Linked DNA regions of Mus musculus: all the other regions are linked to region 1. The links are chromatin contacts, called in public ChIA-PET and HiChIP or PLAC-seq maps. All regions are on one chromosome and are shown on one strand. The core of a region is the stretch at or near the end of the contact, and the rest is flanking DNA. Distances in the headings are between cores, read along the strand shown.

Region 1 (3,250 bases), core at 307-2,806:
CAGGAGACCCCCCCCCCACCTCAGTGGCTTCCATCTCAAGCAGAAGCCTAGCACTCTGACACAATAGGGTAACTCTGGAAGCACAGGAAGAAAAACCATTTCAGTCCAGACTTCGGGGCTCAGTGGAGGCTTCCCGGAGGAGTCAATACTTGAAGTCTCTGAACATTGAAAGGGAACTGGGCAATCCAAGAAGAAGGAACAAAATCAGAAAATCTGGGGAACAGACCTGGGGAAGGTACAAGGGTCACAGGCTTCAAAGTCTGTACAGACTCAAGGAAAAGTCTGCACCAGGGTGTGGTGACAGGAGAAATAGCCAGGCAACAAAAGCTTTGTGTCCAAGAATGCCCGGAAGGTGATGAGGGGCCACAGCTGCGGAGTGGCACAGCTAGGTGGATGGTTTTTACAATACTGAGTCACTCTGTGCCTTCAGTCTTTTGTGATAGTATATCATAAAGGGAGGGCGTATATGCAACAGGAACATGCGGTCTGCTCACAATCCTCAGGTTGGAAGTGTGAGATTAGGCACCACCAGACACAGTGGCTGATGGGGGTGCGCCATGTTATACTAGGCTCCTTCTTACTGTGTCACATGGTAGAAGGGGCAGGAGTCTCAAGCTTTTATAATCCTAATCCCTTCTCAAAGGGCCCCCAACTCCCATGTCACTAACAGAGTTAGGACTTCAACATGAAGCTTGGCGAATGCCCAGCAGATGACGACAAAGATGAATAGGAAGTCAGCACCCTGTATTCGCACACCCTGCGTCTGTCCCATTTTGAGAGGCAGATCAAGGGATGCGATGTTTGTGTCACAACTGTGTTCACACCTACGCTGAAAATTGTATTGAGTTTCTCAGTGCTGTAATAAAACATCTGACATGGGCAACAGAAAGAGGTTATCTTGACATAATAGCCCACATCACACCAGCACCGGGATGAGGCAGCTAGCCACACTACAGTCACAGGATGGGGATGGAGTGAAGGATGGGGCTTTCCTCACTTCCTTTTTACCTTTGTATTTAGTCTACGACCCCAGGCCCTGGAATGCTGCTGCTCGCCTTCAGGGCGGGTCTTCCCTCCTTATTTGAACAGGCCTGAGGTGTGGTTCCCTGGTGTCTCTAAATCCGCCAAATTGCGGGTAAAGATTAACAATCACAGGAAGCCGGTCTACAGTGTGAACGGTAGGTTTGAGTGACGTCATGCAAACAACATGGAAAGCCCCGCTACAGCTTCCCCTGTGCTGGGAACCCCTCTAAGTGCTCTATGAATAGCAGTTCAATCAGTACACTAAGCCAACAAGGTAAGCAAACTACCCAGGTTTTACATCCTAGAAAAATGTCCTAGAGGAGTAAATTATAGCTTAAAGTTTGCTAATAGGAAGTGCCAGGCTGAGACTCAGACTCAGGGAGCCTGACTCTAGGGTCCACGCTCTTAATCCCCTCTGGTCACACTGCCCCTCATCAATGAGAGGATAGCATCCAGACATTGTTCTTGTCCCCAGACTAACTGTTCATTGCCTGCTTTCAAAATCAGGGCTGAGGATTTTTAACAATTCTTTTGTTGGCAGCTGGTGCAATGAACTTTGCTTTGTCAACAGCTGAAGCTAAAGATAGGAAGGAACTCTGTGGGTTCTTGCAGCTTCTCTGGCTTTCAGTGCCCTTCGTCTTAGATGACATATTAGGTCAGGGTTTGGCAGCAAATGGGGACTGGAGACACTGAGCAACCATTTCTCCTTGTGTCCCTTACAAATGGAGTTCCTCCGGTAAAAAATCTTCCTGTAGTTGTAGCCAAGAAGGCATGTTTCTAAAGCATCCTGCTGATAAATTTCTCTATCACAACTCTGGCTCTGGCTCCCAATCCTAGGTTTGTGATCTGACCCTCACTCCTGGGTGGGGCCGCCCCTCCAGCTGCTGCTCATAATTCACAGAACTTTCTAGCACTACTCCCTCCTTACTGCCATCTCTTACCAGCACTGACAGTTATTAACACTACAAGACCCCACATTCAAACTACTGTGGTATTAGACCTAACTAATACAGAAATAAATCCAGAGGCTGCCCAAACAGATGGGGAAACCTCGCAGGCGTGATCTGGGATGACAGCAGCATATGAGGCTGGAGAAGTAGCCCAGGTCACAAGGTTTCTTGGGTACAGATGACCCATTCTAACTCAGACCACATGGGAAGGAAAAATAGAGAGAGGTTCACATAGTGTTGGGGGTCAAGTTGGCAAGACATTATTTAATTCTGGGATATAAGGATAGGGAAGAAAGAGAAATGGCAAAATGTGAGAGCCAGGAATGGTGGTGTGGGCTTATAATCCCAGTATTCCTGACACAGGAGGGAAGCGATTTAAAAACCAGTTTAGGGTATGTAGCAACACTTTATCCAAAACAAGCAGGGATGTAGGGGATATTTAGAAGACATACCAGGGAATGGAAGCCATGGGTGCATGGCCTGTGGGGGAACTAGCAGTTGGCTATGATATATAGTCACTCCTCTGGGCCTCAGTGAGGGCCAGCTTCCTCTTCCTCTACAGCTCTCATGATAGATGCCCTGGATTCACCAAACCAGTGGAAAGAGGCATTCTGTACCATTTTCCAGGCCAGTCTTCCTCCTTTCCCCAGCACACCACAGACTCTGTCAACTTGCTTCCTGCAACAGTCAGTGGGTGCTCTGAACATCAAAGAAACTTGTTTCTTTAATTGAGAAGCCCCTCCACAGAAGGCTTGTGAAAAGGCGCTCATGTTGTGACTCTGTCAAGGGGCCCTCAGAGTGAGTGCTATATATTTTTTGGATTTTCAGATAACAGTAAAAAGATCCATGGAAGCCGGAGAAGCCTGGTTTATCTGATTATGGGAAAGCAGCCTAAACTTGACCGAACCTCCTCACTCAGCTCTGTACAAAGCTGTTGGGGGTTTTGTACATCTGTTTAAAGAGATCAGAGAGTTGCTCCCATTGCAGCCCCTGCCAGACCCTAAGTAGAATCCACTCAACTGCAAAGCTTAGCAGAACTTTTCACACATACACACAGAGTAGGTGATGTAAATGACGATGACTGGTGGAGTTCTGGCTTTCAATACACACACACACACACACACACACACACACACACACACACACACACACATACGTTTTCATCTAAAATTCCTGAAGGGCTGGAACCCAGGTGAAATAGAGCAGTTCACATAAAAATACAAGACTAGAATCAAGCGTGATGTCCAGCTCAGTTGTCAACTTGACTATATCTGGAA
Region 2 (3,250 bases), core at 431-2,930, 99 kb after region 1:
TAAACTACAGTGTTAGAAATCTCCCTGTGGCTTCCCATTACTCAGAAAGATTCTTCTTTTAAAATATTTTATTTACTTATTCGTTTATTATGTGCTACAGGGTTGCTACACGTGCCACAAGCACCATGAAGATTAGAGGACAGCTTGCAGGAGTTGGTTCTCCCCCTTCCACCGTGCTGGTTCCAGGCATGAAAATCAGGTGGTCAGGCTTGGTGGCAAATATCTTTACCCGCGGAAACATCTCTGCAGCCCAGAAAGTCCATTCCTGTTAGTCTCCTCGCCTCACTGTGGTCTATCTTGACACTCCTAATGCTTATCTTTTTTATGTTTGTTTGTTTTTAACCTTGACCTACACCGTCTTTCCTTTGCCAGACTATGACTCTTTGAGGTCAAAGATTTCAACTCTTTATCCTGGGTCTCCAGCATCAACCATATGCCGCTTGGTCAAGCAGCAGAACGGGTGCTTGGCAAATGTTGAATGAAGAATGACCAAGTGCACAGGTAAATAACTAGCCAGGGAACAAAACACCCTTCTGCAGCCAGCTCAAAGCCACTCCAGATAATCCTTCTCTTTTTCTATTTCTCCCATATCAGAGTCAGCCGTTTCATTCCTGTGACGGCAACCCAGGACAGTCTTAGGGGAAAAAAAACCAGCTTTTCACAGAACACCTCTGGAGAGGCAATTCAGGTTTAAAGAGATCCACATGGCATGTAGTGGTGACTAGGTCAAGCACTATAGATCTTCTTAGAACACTTCTTTGACTAGAAGCCGAGTTTTTCCTGTGATAGTGTTTAGGAGAGTGGGTATCAGATGACAGACTTTAGACTGTGTATTCTGACATCTTTCCATATAAAATATGTTTTTTTTAAAGACTGTATATAGAGTTGTCATGTAACCTTCACCCTGTTCCCTCAGTGTGGAAAAGATCACAAGCGGGACCTAACAGTTGGTACAAGTGACATTCCTACTCCAGACTTAGTTTTAAATGCATGTGTGTGTGTTTGCATACTTTACAGTTCTGATAACAGCTCCTTGCTTTCCCCCACTCCCCCCTCCCCCCCCCCCCCCCACTCCGGAGAGCACCAGAGGAAGGGGCCCAGGCTGATCTATCCCAGCACAGGACTTGGCTCCTGATGGCACCTGTGTGGCTTATATTCTTCTCATGTGCAGAGCAGGTGACCGATTATCGTCCACATACTCACTTAAACTTGCAGTCAGCACGTGTGCAAGCTGCAGGAACAACATTTTAAGGCAGAAAAGCAGAGCATGAAGCATCTATTATTTTAGAGGCCAAAAGTTGGCCATTTTCCCCAATTGTGAATTGGCAAACCGGCTAATTGCTCCAAAGCGACCCTGGAATCGAGCTGTGATCGCCGGAAAGCGCAGCTTTTAGGACCCCATCTTTCACCCCTGGGCTGAGGAAGTGGGAAGACTTCGCAGGGGCCCAGGGCTCCTCCTGCTTTCTTTCACCCCCACTTTCACCCCTTTCTTCCTTGGGGCCGGACTGTTTCACCCCGTCTCCAGGCAACAGCCAGGCGCGCCAGGCGGGACGTCATTTCCTGAAGAGCCCGCGGGGGGACGGGGCGGGGAGGGGGAGGGGCGAGGGGGCGGGGCCAAGTCCCGGCTGGCGACGGCGGCGGCGTCGGAACTCGCTGGAAGACTCAGCCCAGAGCTGCTCAACAGTTCGCAAAGTCCGGGCTCCCGGCCGCGTGGCTCCGTGTGCGCCCGGGCGGCGTTGGGGCGCGGGGGCCCGGGCTGCTGCATGGTGGGCGGCCCGGGACATGCCCCGCACCCCCCGCCGGACGCCCGCGTGGCTCCTCTGGCTGCGACTGCTCCGGACTCTGAGCCTAGATTGACCGGCGCCCTAACTTCTTTCTGACTTTGGGGTCCCCCAGCCCTAGAGGAACGGGCATCTCGGCTGGGGGAGCCCCGGACATGGTGTGACGGGGCGGGCGGCGTGGCTGCGCCCCCCACTGCGGCCACGCACGGTCCCCGCGCCTTCCGGCATGTAGCTGCTGTTCTCGCTCCCCCCGGCCTCCAGCCGCAGTCTCCACGACCTCCGGCCTCCAGGCGCCAACTCTTTGTCCCCCCAGGATCCCGCCGCGGTCCTCAGGATTGCAGCCGCCGTCTCTTCGTCCTCCGAATTCCAGTTTCACCTGCCTTCGCGCCCCTGGGACACCAGCCGCTGTCCCTGCCACCTCCCCAGGATCCAGCCAGCGCTCTAGCTCACCTGCACCTCCCCAACCCACCCTGCAGCCGTCGTCTCCGCTCTCCGGGCCAGTCTAGACTGCAGCCGGTGACTCCGCGTCTACCCCAAACCCAGACTCCAGCCGTGACCTCCGCGCCCCGGGGAATCCAGCTGTCGCGCCTCTGGCCGCAGGTGCAGCTGCCGCCCCGCGCCGCGCGCCCCGAGTGCGGCCGGGCCTCGGCGGGGAGATGAACGCACAGCTGGACGGCCTGTCGGTGAGCTCGTCCTCCACCGGCTCGCTGGGCTCGGCGGCGGCGGCGGCGGGCGGCGGCGGGGGCGCGGGGTTGCGGCTGCTGTCTGCCAACGTGCGCCAGCTGCACCAAGCGCTCACGGCGCTGCTGAGCGAGCCCGAGCGGGAGCAGTTCACTCACTGCCTCAACGCGTACCACGCGCGCCGCAACGTCTTCGACCTGGTGCGCACCCTGCGCGTCCTGCTGGACAGCCCGGTCAAGCGGCGTCTGCTGCCCATGCTGCGTCTGGTCATCCCGCGCTCCGACCAGCTGCTCTTCGACCAGTACACGGCCGAGGGCCTCTACCTGCCAGCCACCACCCCCTACAGGCAGCCCGCCTGGGCCGCTCCCGACGGCGCGGGGCCCGGGGAGGTGCGACTCGTGAGCCTGCGGCGCGCCAAGGCCCACGAGGGCTTGGGCTTCAGCATCCGCGGGGGCTCGGAACACGGCGTGGGCATCTACGTGTCTCTAGTGGAGCCGGGCTCCCTGGCAGAGAAGGAAGGGTTGCGGGTCGGGGACCAGATTCTGCGCGTCAACGATAAATCTCTAGCCCGGGTGACCCACGCGGAGGCTGTCAAGGTAGGGCTGTGGTTTATGGGAGCGTTAGAGGACAGTACAGGCAGTTTAGTGCTCCCTCTTCGGTTGCCTGTGCTGCTATCTTTTATACCAAATCGCCTGACCTTTCTGGTCTTTGTTGTTGGTTTATTTTTGCCTCCCTGACCGGATTTTAAAAGAGGAACATTTAATTTGTGGCGCAGATCGGTGTTCTGA
Region 3 (3,250 bases), core at 541-3,040, 73 kb before region 1:
GCTCTTTAAAGATTTTGGATCCAAACAGTCATACTCTGATATCTTCAAGGTTAGAACTCCAGCATATGGATTGGAGATGGAGGACATCTTCCAGACAAGAGCTTCCAGAACATATCTGGCACCATGCTTGACACACAGCAGGCACTCAGAAAGTGGTACCAAGCAACACTGATGATGGAGATCATGGCTGCCCATGTTGGAAACCCTTCATCAGGTGACAAAGCCCCCAGATCAGTGCCTAGCAAGCAGTTCCTCTGAAACAGGGAGATCCAGAGTTCAAAAGCCATAAACTCCCCCTGACCAAAAAACAACAAAAACAACAACAACAACAACAATAATAATAATAATAATAATAATAATAATAATAATATGGAGCCGTTGGCTTCAGAGTGAGAGCCACACAGTGCAGCAGTAGATACTGCTGACTTGAGCATCAACGTTGCTTGGAGAATAATATGCTTGAAAAAGCGGCCCAGTAGTGACAGGTGAGTACCATGTGATGTTATAACAGGAGTAAGCCTCAGGAGACTGTTCAGTAGTAATTTGATTGCAAGTGTGAAGACCTGAGTTCATTTTCCAAAATCCATATGAAAAAGCCAGGTGTGTTGGGGTGTGTTCATAATCCCAACAATGGAGAGGGAGAGACATGTGAATCCCAGGGAATCACCAGCCTGCAAGACTGGCCTATTTGAGAAATTCCAAGACAGTGAAAATATCACAACTCAAAGAAGAAGAAGAAGAAGAAGAAGAAGAAGAGGAAGAGGAAGAGGAAGAGGAAGAGGAAGAGGAAGAGGAAGAGGAAGAGGAAGAGGAAGAGGAAGAGGAAGAAGAAGAAGAAGAAGAAGAAGAAGAAGAAGAAGAAGAAGAAGAAGAAGAAGAAGAAGAAGAAGAAGAAGAAGAAGAAGAAGAAGAAAATGGACTCTAATTGAAGAAAAGCAACCCAAGATTGTCCTTTGCCCTCTGCACACACAGGTACTCATGAACAGGCACCCACACAGAAGTGTATGCATGCACACACATACACTTGATGTATAAGTCATAAAACCAGAGCCTCCATTTGGCCATCTGAGCAGATCACTCTGGGTCTTTCCAGTTCTTGACTATGCTGGTGCCAGGGTCTTGGACATCTATCCTTCAAGCATGGATGTGTCAAAAATAAATGACAGTAAATGTTTAAACCCTCATGCAAGAACATCACCTTCTCCTACTTGCTCTTTGCTTAATCACAATGCCTCTTCTCTCAGACCCTCTGCCTCCTTCCTCCCTGGCATCCTGAGTGGCATTGGAAGTAAAACCCAAAGCAGCACAGAAGTCCCAAGCACTGGCATCCTCTGAGGGTTTGTCTCGTATCTCCTCTCTTTCTCTTTCTGCTTTCTCCTCTCTTTCCTGCCCCCCACCCCTGATCCTTAAATCCTTACAATTCTCACCTCACGTCTGCTTACTGAGTTTCTCCTGACCTCTACCTGGCATCTCCAGCCCTTCCTTAATCTTCTCCAATCAGAAGCGGGTGTCTTCTTCTCTCCCAGACTAGAATATCTTATTCCTCACAACTTCCCCATTCACATCCTGGACACTCCACTGCCCAGTATTGGGATCATCTTGAAACACTTTTTCAGGTCCTCTCAGCTCTCCCCTGCCTTTCTTCTGGACCAGAGAAGACTTCATGCAAGTAACAGCTTGAAGCCACAGTCAGCAAACAGTTGAATAGTCAGAAAGCATGGCTCGGCTCCTCTAGCCACAAGATTTGAATACTTGGCAAGAGTAGCCAGTGTGACTCACGAAACCACAAAAGCCCCATCGCTTTACTTTTCTTGGAACTGGTGTGTGGGTGTGAACACTCAGCAAGACCTCTATAGCTCAGCAGTGCATCCTGAGGGGAGGGAACCAACTGACCTGCATGGTGCAGCTGTTGAAAAGCACTTTCCCATACCTGATACAGCATCCTGGGATGGGGATTGCCGCTGACCACCTTGCCACTGGCCTCTCAACTCAAAAGTGTGTCTTCCTGTAACACTAGCATGCTACCGATTACTTCTTTAAAGGCCTTGTCTCCCATCAGAGCCACATTTGGGAGGCTAGAGCTTCAATACAAGAATGAGGAGAGATTCAGTCCATAGAAAGAGGGTAGGGGTGGGATGGAGGAGTAGAGACGATGAAAAGAATATAGGAGAAATGAAAACTGGTGTTGCATGTAGTCTTGCAAAAAAAAAAAAAAAAAAAAAAAAAAAGACTAGCTGGAGTCTCCACCTGGAGGCAAGATTCCTGCTTTCCTGCTTTCTCCTTGCCTCCCCCTTCTCTGAAAGTAGATACAGATCTAGCCCCTCTAGGTCTCAGTCTCCCTGTCTGTAAGATCTATAGGATAATATCAGGCTCCCTAAGAGGTCAATATCCCTGAAACTCAAGACCAAGACAAGAATGTTTCAAAAGACCTTCATGGGTAGAAGAAAGCAGGACAAATAACAGTGGTGATAGAGGCTTTAACCCCTCTCTGAAGGACACCCTAGTGACTCACCAAGCTCATGAGTGAGGGAAGACATCTCCTGTAGACATCAGGAACATCATGTCCATTTGTCTCTACTTCATTCCCAAACAAGAACTTGGGAAGTGTTGAGCTAGAGACACAATCCTGAGGCTGGCTCGTTTCTTTGTATGTTTGATCAAAAGTAGGCTGTTTCCACAGTGTGGCCCACTGAAGCTCACCCACAACTCAACCACACCACAGCCACAGAAGAGCACCTACCATCAAGAGACCTAGGGTGGAAGGGCAGGAGATGCCAAGAGAAGGTGGCTTCATTGAATCTAAAGGAAGAGGGAGGCTCTGAGAAGCGTTAAGAGAAATTTCTGCCTGGCTGAACTAGGGGTGGTGGAGGACTTGGCCAAGGAACAAGTGGAGCAGCATTTCTAGCAAAATCCTAGAGGAGAGATAAATGCTAATACACTTGAACTGTTTCAGGGTTGGGGAGAAAAACATGGAAAACTGATGGTTATCAGAACCGGAACTCTGTGGTAAAGGGTGGGCTATTTCTGGAAGGTAGTAAGAAGCTACTGAAGACTCTCTTTGAACAGTGCACAAACTTGGTCCAGCTTGCTCTGTTTGCTCCTTTGTGTTTTGAGGGGCTGGAAACTGGACCCCAGGAATAAAAGATAGACCACGGTCTTGCTCATCAACTGCCTTTATGAGCTCTTCCTGCTCCATCTCTCATCTTAAATGTACTTTTGTTTGAGGTACTAGTTAGTGCTCAGTTCCACC

What was found. HiChIP or PLAC-seq counts read pairs in DNA pulled down with a chosen protein or histone mark. ChIA-PET counts read pairs in DNA pulled down with a chosen protein or histone mark.
Region 2: a contact with region 1 is called in an RNA polymerase II ChIA-PET map of memory CD8 T cells, with 68 read pairs. The contact joins the promoter of Whrn here to the enhancer-like site in region 1. A contact is called at or near these places in 13 of 39 promoter capture datasets (the 3T3-L1 cell line, 3T3-L1-derived adipocytes, the C10 cell line and 8 more), 2 of 15 datasets of contacts at CTCF or cohesin (the NIH/3T3 cell line and pro-B cells), 14 of 484 Hi-C or Micro-C datasets (the Ba/F3 cell line, the G1E-ER4 cell line, beige adipocytes and 9 more), 1 of 115 datasets of contacts at active chromatin or transcription factors (memory CD8 T cells) and 4 of 9 other capture datasets (adipose tissue, liver, macrophages and 1 more).
Region 3: a CTCF HiChIP or PLAC-seq map of CD8 T cells shows a contact between it and region 1, with 6 read pairs. The contact joins two enhancer-like sites. A contact is called at or near these places in 1 of 39 promoter capture datasets (macrophages), 1 of 15 datasets of contacts at CTCF or cohesin (CD8 T cells) and 2 of 9 other capture datasets (adipose tissue and pancreatic islet).

What each region holds. Positions count from the first base shown.
Region 1 is chr4:63,593,312-63,596,561 of GRCm38.p6, reverse strand. No RefSeq gene overlaps it. Among named protein-coding and RNA genes, the nearest start is that of Gm11213, 5.8 kb to the left of the region's middle. Within about 2 kb of position 1,556, at least 61 of the 459 cell types and tissues checked have an H3K27ac peak or open chromatin away from gene starts, as enhancers often do. A contact at or near this core is called in CD8 T cells, adipose tissue and memory CD8 T cells, where this site is marked.
Region 2 is chr4:63,494,421-63,497,670 of GRCm38.p6, reverse strand. Whrn (whirlin) reads left to right here and starts at 1,680. Exons shown (of 12, transcript NM_028640.2): 1 at 1,680-3,058. The coding sequence starts at 2,438.
Region 3 is chr4:63,667,026-63,670,275 of GRCm38.p6, reverse strand. No RefSeq gene overlaps it. Among named protein-coding and RNA genes, the nearest start is that of Gm42294, 28 kb to the left of the region's middle. Within about 2 kb of position 1,790, at least 93 of the 459 cell types and tissues checked have an H3K27ac peak or open chromatin away from gene starts, as enhancers often do. A contact at or near this core is called in CD8 T cells, where this site is marked.